Regions from separate parts of the Mus musculus genome. Here regions 1 and 3 are each linked to region 2. The links are chromatin contacts, called in public HiCAR-type and promoter capture Hi-C maps. All regions are on one chromosome and are shown on one strand. Each heading gives the region's core, a stretch centred on a gene start, on an enhancer-like site or on the middle of the called end of the contact. The rest is flanking DNA. Distances are from core to core; before and after follow the strand shown.

What was found. HiCAR-type assays count read pairs that join an accessible place to other places. Capture Hi-C pulls out chosen DNA fragments and counts their contacts.
Region 1: a contact with region 2 is called in a promoter capture Hi-C map of liver, with 4 times the contacts expected there. The contact joins the promoter of 3830408C21Rik here to the promoter of Adamts6 in region 2. A contact is called at or near these places in 2 of 115 datasets of contacts at active chromatin or transcription factors (astrocytes and large pre-B cells) and 2 of 9 other capture datasets (adipose tissue and liver).
Region 3: a contact with region 2 is called in a HiCAR-type map of astrocytes, with 4 times the contacts expected there. The contact joins the promoter of Ipo11-lrrc70 here to the promoter of Adamts6 in region 2. A contact is called at or near these places in 2 of 39 promoter capture datasets (liver and pre-B cells) and 2 of 115 datasets of contacts at active chromatin or transcription factors (astrocytes and large pre-B cells).

What each region holds. Positions count from the first base shown.
Region 1 is chr13:107,021,176-107,023,875 of GRCm38.p6, reverse strand. 3830408C21Rik (RIKEN cDNA 3830408C21 gene) reads right to left here and starts at 1,306. Exons shown (of 4, transcript NR_015471.1): 1 at 1-1,306. It overlaps Kif2a (kinesin family member 2A), which reads left to right and starts at 1,521. Exons shown (of 21, transcript NM_001374727.1): 1 at 1,521-1,864. The coding sequence starts at 1,801.
Region 2 is chr13:104,286,309-104,289,102 of GRCm38.p6, reverse strand. Adamts6 (a disintegrin-like and metallopeptidase (reprolysin type) with thrombospondin type 1 motif, 6) reads right to left here and starts at 1,268. Exons shown (of 25, transcript NM_001081020.2): 1 at 1,103-1,268.
Region 3 is chr13:106,835,040-106,837,767 of GRCm38.p6, reverse strand. Ipo11-lrrc70 (Ipo11-lrrc70 readthrough) reads left to right here and starts at 1,466. Exons shown (of 4, transcript NR_165805.1): 1 at 1,466-1,556. All of the region lies in intron 27 of Ipo11 (importin 11), which reads left to right. It overlaps Lrrc70 (leucine rich repeat containing 70), which reads left to right and starts at 1,466. Exons shown (of 2, transcript NM_001378597.1): 1 at 1,466-1,556.

The DNA of each region.
Region 1 (2,700 bases), core at 57-2,556, 2.7 Mb before region 2:
GAACACTTGCTTGTTGGTGTTGTAGTTGCCTCTCTTTCTGGGATAAAGCACCATGACCAAGACAACCGACAAAACAAAAGTGTTTCACTGTGCTTATGGTTTCCTAGGTTTGAAGTCCATGATGGTGGAACAAAGGCATGCTGGCCTCAACACCTGAGCGCTCACCTCTTGATGCACAAGTAAGAGGTCTAGAAAGCTAACTCTAAATGGTGTCTTTTGAAACCTCAGCGCCTGATCCTAGTGAAACCCTTTCTCTAATAAGGGCACATTTCCTAATCCTTCCCAAACAGTTCCAACAATGGGGACAAAGTATTCAAGCACATGAACCATTCTCATCCACAATGCTCTCATCACGTACAAAGTCCTGGATTCTATCCCCAGTACCACATAAACTAGAAGTGATGGCTCACACCAGTAAGGCATTCAAGATTATCCTCACTACATAGCATGGTTAAGGCCAGCTTAGGTCAAATGACACCCTATCTAAAAAAAAAAAAAAAAAAAAGTAAATAACAAGTGAAAAATGTAGGGAGGTGAGAGGAAGATTTAAATAATCAGGGGGAAGGAGAAGAGATCATATTATCCTAGATCATGGGGGAAGATGAAGAAACCAAGATGCAGGAATGGGCAGGCAGGGAGTAACTGAGGAGAGTAGTAAGTCATTCTACAAAGAATTTACGACAAAGCTGGTGGAGGTTACACTTCAGTTTACACGCTTGTCTACCTGGCCCCCTCTGCTTGGCACTCTCCATGTTGCTGTAGTCAGCTCAGCCACATGACTGCAGAAGAGGCTCATTATTCAACGTTCTTCAAGTCTCTGCTCTGATTTTGAGTCATAGCTGCTGGAGTTAGAGACTAGGGCAAGTAAGCCTTGAGCTCTACTGAAGCAATAGGATAGCAGGACAGGCCCGCTGGTAGCCCAGGAGGGCTTCGCTTTGAATTGCAATGAGCTGGGAAGTAAAGGGCAAGGGGAGGTCTTCGTTCCTACTCAGGGTGGACGACACCCTTTCGACCCTCCATAATTGATGGGAAGCCTGAACCAGGCATGCCCCGGCCTTAATAAGGTTCCTCAAGGACCGGCTGCCCCGGAGTGGCATGCGATCTGACAGCCACAGAAATGCACTGAGCCAGTTCTTTAATCGGTCAGTGCCCCTCAGTCCCGCGCCCCGAAAGCCTCGATCCCACTCGGCCCTCAACCCGTTCCTGCGGCAGCGTGCACGCGGAGCGGGAGCTCTGGAAGGACGTCGCGAGTCGTTTCCCGCGCCTCGTAGGCCGCCGCGTGCGGAATCAAACCCGGCGCGGGTTCGTACCCGGCCGGGCCGCGCGCGCTCCCGTTCCCGTTCCCGTTCCCGCGGACGGCTCAGCCCCGCCCGCCGCCAGGCCGCAGCCGAGCTGGGCGGGGCCGCCTGCAGCCCGAGCGCGCGGGCGCACGGCAGGAAGCCGCGGGCCGCCGGGTGTGCGCAGGCGCGCGGCGCCCCGCCTCTCCAGCGTCCGTAGGGGCGGGCGGCGCGAGCCCTCCCACTCTTCCCCCGCGCCGCCTCACGGCTGCGGCCCTCGCTTCACCCGGACGCCCGGCGTGCGCGCCCGCCCGCCCGCCCGCCCGTCCGCCCGCCCGTCCGCCCGTCCGCCCGCAGGCCCGGGGCTTCAGCCCGCTCGTCCGCCGCCGCTCTCGCCGCGGCCCCGCTCGCGTCCACGCTGCCTCCCGGACCGGCGCGGACGCGGGCCACCGCTGCCCCTCCCGCCGCCACCCCGCCCCCTCCCCGCCTGTTTCGCCCGCCTGCCGCCGCTCCGGATGAGGTGATGGCAACGGCCAACTTCGGCAAGATCCAGATCGGGATTTACGTGGAGATCAAGCGCAGCGATGGTGAGCCGCGCCTCTGGCCGCGTCGGGCCGGCTGCCCCTTTGATTGCTCTACGGGTTGTGGGGGCGGGAAGGCGGCGGCCCGGCGCTTTTGTGTGCGGCGTTGTGCGGGTGAGGCGGGCGTGGGGTCCGCCCGGGCGCCGCTGCAGTGCGGGGCCCCGGCCGCAGGGCGGGAGCCGCTCCCGGGTTCGCGGTCCTCTCCCCCCAGGGGACTCCGTTAGGGTTGCCCGTGCCTCGCGCTGCCTCTACTCTGCCTTTTACCGGTCTCTGCCTCGGTGGCGTGGAAAGGGTGGTAGCGTGAAGATCGGGGATGTCGGCACCGAGAGACCCGACTGGCAGCCAGAGGCCATTGGGGAGCCATCCGGTTGTTGTTAAGTGCTATCCGGTTGTCAGGCCTCTTTGCCTGTTCTCCCCCAAGCATGCTGCTTTCTTCTGCTGATCCAAGTGCAGAGAAGGCTGCACTCGGCCATGAAAAGGGGTGGGGGAGTAACGGGAAAGAAATACTCGGTACGCTTCACCAAGGTGATGCTACTGAAAGGGAAGGAGAGGATGGAGAGAGGATGGACGCAGTCCACGGGAGACACTCCTGAGAGGGTGGGCGACCGGATGTTGATATTTTCACACCCTGGGGAGGTAACTGAGAGAAGTGTAAGGCGAGGGGAAGAGACATGTTTAATTCATTTAAAAAAAAAGACCCATAGGCTGCTTATGGATGTTGCTGTAGGTTCCTCGTAGGGGGGAAATATTTTTATCACTTCTAAGTGTAAAGTGAAAATCATCCATATTGTAAATGAAATAACTGAGTAGAAGGGGATGAATGAAATGCTAGTGTTAGGAAT
Region 2 (2,794 bases), core at 19-2,518:
AATATAAACAAGGCTGCACTGCTGCTTTGGGGAAAATAATCATCTTCAAAATTAATTTTCTAAGACGCCTTTAAGTTTTACATTGCCTTTCTTTCCCTGTCATGAATTTTAAGGGCTCCAAATTCACCACTAAATAGTTCAGTCTAATCAAAATAATCTTAAGAAAAGAAATGAAAAAGAAAGAAAAAATAGTACAAAAATTCTGAACACAAGAGAGTAAATTGAAAATTATATTCAGTGTATTTTTTTAAAGTTCCAAGCAATGGTTTGGTTTCCCTTTTCTCCCCTCTTCTCTGCACACCCTCCCACACACAACCCCCCTTCCCATTCCACCTCATCCAGACAGAGGGTAACAGTCTGAGCTGCCCTGGTTGAGTTGATCCTAAAGTTAACATTCAGCAGCCCATTTCCAGACAGCAGCGCTAAATCTATTTGGATAAAACGCGTGTGACCCAGACAGTTGGCATTTGGCCCAAACGCGTTGCACCAGCAGCTCAAATAAAAACAAGAGTAAGAAACTTACTCTCTTGTTCCCTCTCAGTGTGCTTTCTTACTCTGGCTTGCTCTCTTTGCCCCTAATACAAGTGGACAGCTTATCAAAAACATGAATTATAGCATATATTATCAGAAAGATTTTCCAATACTCCCTTCAGCACTCTTGTTCTCTCTCCCCAGTCACTGAACTTCAGTCTTATATACCATATATACAGACATACTCTGATAAACAAGGCTCCAGAGAGTTATGAGTCTAGCATGGCCCAAGTGGGCAAAAGTAAATCAAAACCACACGCTTTCATCTCTTTGATTAGCCTATTAAGAGCTTAACATATCCTAGAGCATCGGTGCTCAGCCAGCACACTACTGCTACCCTGAGAGCACAGGCATGAAATATGCACTTGTCTGAATACTAAAGACACTGACATGAAACGGATTCTCAGAAGGCAATTTCATAAGTCTGGAAATCGATTAAAAACACACATCATCATTACCTTCTCCACGCTATCTGGTGATTAGTTAAAAGTCCACGATGATCATAATCAAGTCCACTTCGCACAACATGCAAATTCATACAATAAGCGCGTATTTTCACATTATAAAATACCTGTAAGCCCCGGAATTTTACATCCACGAGTAGACTAGAGTTTAAAAGATTTCTATCTGTAATGTGAGTTTAGTGAAACTCACTTCTTGCCATAAAGCACGCACGCGCGCGCAGACACAACACAGAGAGTGAGAGAGAGAGAGAGAGAGAGAGAGAGAGAGAGAGAGAGAAGAGGGGGAGGGAGAGAGAGAGAGGGAGAGAAGGGGAGAGAGGGAGAGGGAGAGGGAGAGAGAGACAGAGAGAGAATATCTAAGCGTTTTTCGGAAGATAAGCAAAGCACAAGTTGTTGGGTTTTTTTTTTTAAGGTTTCATTGAATATTGTGAAGTCTTCCTTACCGTTTTCATCTTCAAATTCTGATAAAAAGTAAATTTCAAACAATAGAGATTGCACTGGACGACTCACGTATTCTTTTCTGTCTTTTCTTTTTGCCTGCCCGCCCCCCCTTGCAAAGCCACACCAGCCAGTTATTCTGCAGCCAGAATAAAACCCTATAGTCTCGCTAACTGGAGTTTTAAAGAACAGACTTTCCGATTTGGCAGTTAAAAAAAAAAAAAAAGAAAAGAAAAGAAAAAAAGAAAAGAAAAGAAAAAAATCCGTTCAATACATCCAAGGCTATCAACCTGAGAAGTGCTTTGCAACCCCCAACTCCCTCCCTCCCCCCACCCACCCCCCCTCAAAAAAAAAAAAAAAGGAAAAAAGAAAGAGGAGGGGAAAGGCTTATTAGGGGTGGAAGTGGTGCCCTCTCTTCCTGGACAGCTTAGTGCCTTTGCTATGCAAATAACATGTGCAGAGCATCAAAAGGTATCAGGAGAGAGAAGACAAGAGGAGCAGGAAGGGCAGGAAAAGTTTTGTTGAAGTAGCCCTCGAGCTCACTGCCGGCCCCAAGCCAACTTCAATTGCAGCAGAAGAAAATTTTGGCAGCTTTCCTCAGAGGCAGAACAAACTGACGTCAGTCTGCAGATGTGCCTCGGCTGCGTCGGGTGCGCATGTGTCCTGGGTCGTCACGTGGAGGGGGAGGGGAAGTAGAGGTACAATCGGGGTATCCAACCACCAGCCATTCAGAAGGGCTTAGACAATGTCAACTTTTCCACCCTGTGAATGAGAGAAACTCCGGCCCTCTAACCTCTCTCCCCTAACCCACCCCGCCTATTTCCTCCTCCTCTAACCTCTTGCGGAGTCTTGTCTGGTTTGTTATTTACAGTTTCTTGGAAAAAGGAAAGGCACGGGGTAGGGGGTGGGGGATGGGGTGGGTAGACTAATGTCACTGTTAGAATTTTTGGTGTCATTCTCTGACTTTTGTTTGTTTGTTTTATTTTAATTTCTGCAGTAAATATTTAAAAGTTATTCATAAATTTTGTCATGTAAGGAGTCAGATCAGTAGAGCAAAATTTCAAGACTTAAAGACATGAACAAAACGCCTGTGTGTTGAATATATACTTCAACAAGTGAAAATACCACCAAAAGAATAAAAAGGAAACGAAATTGAGACCTGCACATTTTCCATGTGATTATCGACTTCAGGTTATGTGGACCTATAAAAGGAAAAGGGGGTGGGGAGTATTGCATTATTTCCAGATGAGAGACTAGATGGTGTTTTAAACTGCACCAGGGAAAGCCACAAGTGAGGGGGCGGGGGGGGGGGGTGTTTTAGTTGTTTTTGTTTGTTTGTTTGTTTGTTTGTTTTTGCTTGT
Region 3 (2,728 bases), core at 217-2,716, 2.5 Mb before region 2:
CAAAGTATTCAAATTAATTCAGACATTCATATAGAGTAAAAAGTAATTCAGGAACATCTACTTTTACTCTTCCGCAACTCATTCCCTCCCTCCCCCCTCCCTCCCTCCCCCCCCTCATGTGTCATATGTAAACACATTGGTGTGTGTGTGTGGTGTACATTTGCACATGTGTTTGAAAACCAGAGTTCATCTTTTTTTTCAAGATAGAGTCTCTTGCTGATTTAGGTAGGATGCTGTCCAGCAGACCTCGGGATCCCCTCCTGTCTCTGCCGTCCCAATGCTGGGGTCTGAGTATATGGAACCACATCAGCTTTTTTGACATGGGTGCTGGTGGTCTGAGCTCAAGTGTTGATGCTTGCATAGTAAGCATCTTACCTACCCAGTCATCTCCCCAGTCTCTTCTCCCTAACTTTTTATCCAGGGATAAACTCTGTTAATAATTTGGTAAGGGAGTTTATGTTACTTTCCAACCCAGGGCATGGCCTTAATTTCCTCAATTAATTGATAGTAATCAGTATTTTCTAAACAAAAAATATTTTTAAAAATTCAAAATATTAGAATATTGTGTTAATATTTTGTTCATCCTAAATTATTTACTAACTTTATGTTCTTTTAAAAATCAATAAGTCTTCAGTAAGTATTTGAAAATAAATAGGACAATGCGCTTAAAAATTCTTGGTGTGGTAGTACATGCCTTTAATTACAGACTCAGGAGGCAGAGTCAGGCAGGTCTCTTATGAGTTCAAGGCAAACCTGGCTTTTATGTATAGAGGGTTCCAGGCTGGCCATGATTACATAATGAGACTCTGTCTCAAATGTTTTTATAAAGATCACTTTATTTTATATACTCCTATTTCAGTGTGCTTTTGATTTAGTGACTGTGATATTGAGCAGGGGAATGTCTGTCAGTAATGTACTTGGCTTCCGATCCTCAACACCTACCTTCAAAATCCAGCTGTGGTCCTAACTCTGGGGAGTAGCAACTGTCTGAGAAACTGTCTGTGAGCTCAGATTGTGAGAACCTAGCTTAACAAGCAAGTTATAGGGTAACAGAGGGGGACACTGGTGTCAATTCTGACCTTCACGCACGCGTGCAGGCATGCACGCACACACAAACACAGAGACAATATGTGTTGTTGATAACTAGAGACTTCTTATTTAGATTTTTGAATACCTCAAGTTTTCAGACATTTGGCTTTAAAATCCTCTTTCAAGTTATAGGAATTACTTAGGTGTATATATTAGGAAAACTGAGTGCGTTCTGAAAAAAAAAATACTTTCCTGAGACTTCCTTTCAACAATACTTTTGAAGCACAGATAAACTTGCTTCCTGTCTCTCAGTTTCCTGTATCCATGGCAACCCCTGTTTTACACATTGGCTGTAGAGGAACCAGTGTGAAGAGTGGCGTTTCCTGCATAGCCATGGCTTTAAAATTCAAAAAACGGTGGAGTGCTGGCGGTCAGCAGTGCCCAGAGGAACTGAGTTAAAGAACGGAGCTCTGCAGAGTTAAAACAAAGCCTTAAAGCCACGTGATGATACGAGTCCCGTATCCTTGGTAAGATTATTTAAGTACAGTTGTTTAGCCGAAAGAACCTGGTGGAAAAGTACAGCCTGCTTTTTCTGTTCGTATTTTCCTAAGTTATTATTTGATGTTAGGCTTCATATAGGTTATGGGGCATGTATCCAAAAATCGTTATCCTCACGTCATTTGTTATGTGTGTCAGAGTCGGTTCTAAAAGTTTATCTTAGCAAACATATTTTAGTTTGTTGAGTTTGAATTATCTTTGCTAAAGAATTGATTTCATAGCTGTGTTAGCAGTTCATACTGTCACCCATAATATGTGTTAACACGCGGTTTTGGCTTATCCTACTTTAAATGGACTATTGAAGTTTCAGTATTTTGATACTTTTGTTTTAAGACCTTTCTGACAATTTAAAATTTTGTCTTTGGAGTCAGTTCTGATGTGGAAAAAGAAGTTAGGTTGGGTTACATGTGGATTTTTATTTTCTCTTCCTTGCCTGTGTTTATTTCTGGTTGCTACCTGCTCTTTTTTTTGTTCGTTTGTTTGTTTTTAATATCATTATTGTTATTTGTATTCTTACCAACTCTAAATGGAAGACAGACTACCCCAGTCCTTTCACATTCCTTAGAATTTTCCTAAAGGTCCAGTTTTTCTGGATTTGGGAATAATGTTTCATGTTAGTGAAATTGGATTATTTAATTCTTTTCCAGAATTCTATTTGGGTAACTATCACGTATGAATATCTTAAAGGCTTTGTTCAGTTAAGCCATTTGTATTTTCTATCTTTAAACAGTTGTATAAATTGCTTAGCGCCTAAGGGGTGATGAGATGTTCATAGTTTATATTTGTGGTCTAACTGGGTGTCTTTTGTTCTAAGGACATTGATTGGTGGTGTGTAAAAGTCTACACTTACCGAGAACTCACCACTGTCCTAGACATAGTTGGTATACTTGTTCTGTTCCCAGATTCTTTTTATTGAACAATAAAAATTTAAGGACATAGATCTCAGACTTTCAATGTCTTATCTCTCTTCATTTTTTGTATCTAGAAAGTAATATCTTAACAAAAGTAACATTAAATGTTGTTACAAATCTTGAGACTGTCTTTAAGTTACCTTTTTGAATCATGACAGCCTTTTGCATTTATCAGTGAGCTATTAATGTAAATTATTCCCTCCTGAAGCGTGTAAAGATCATAAATGTCA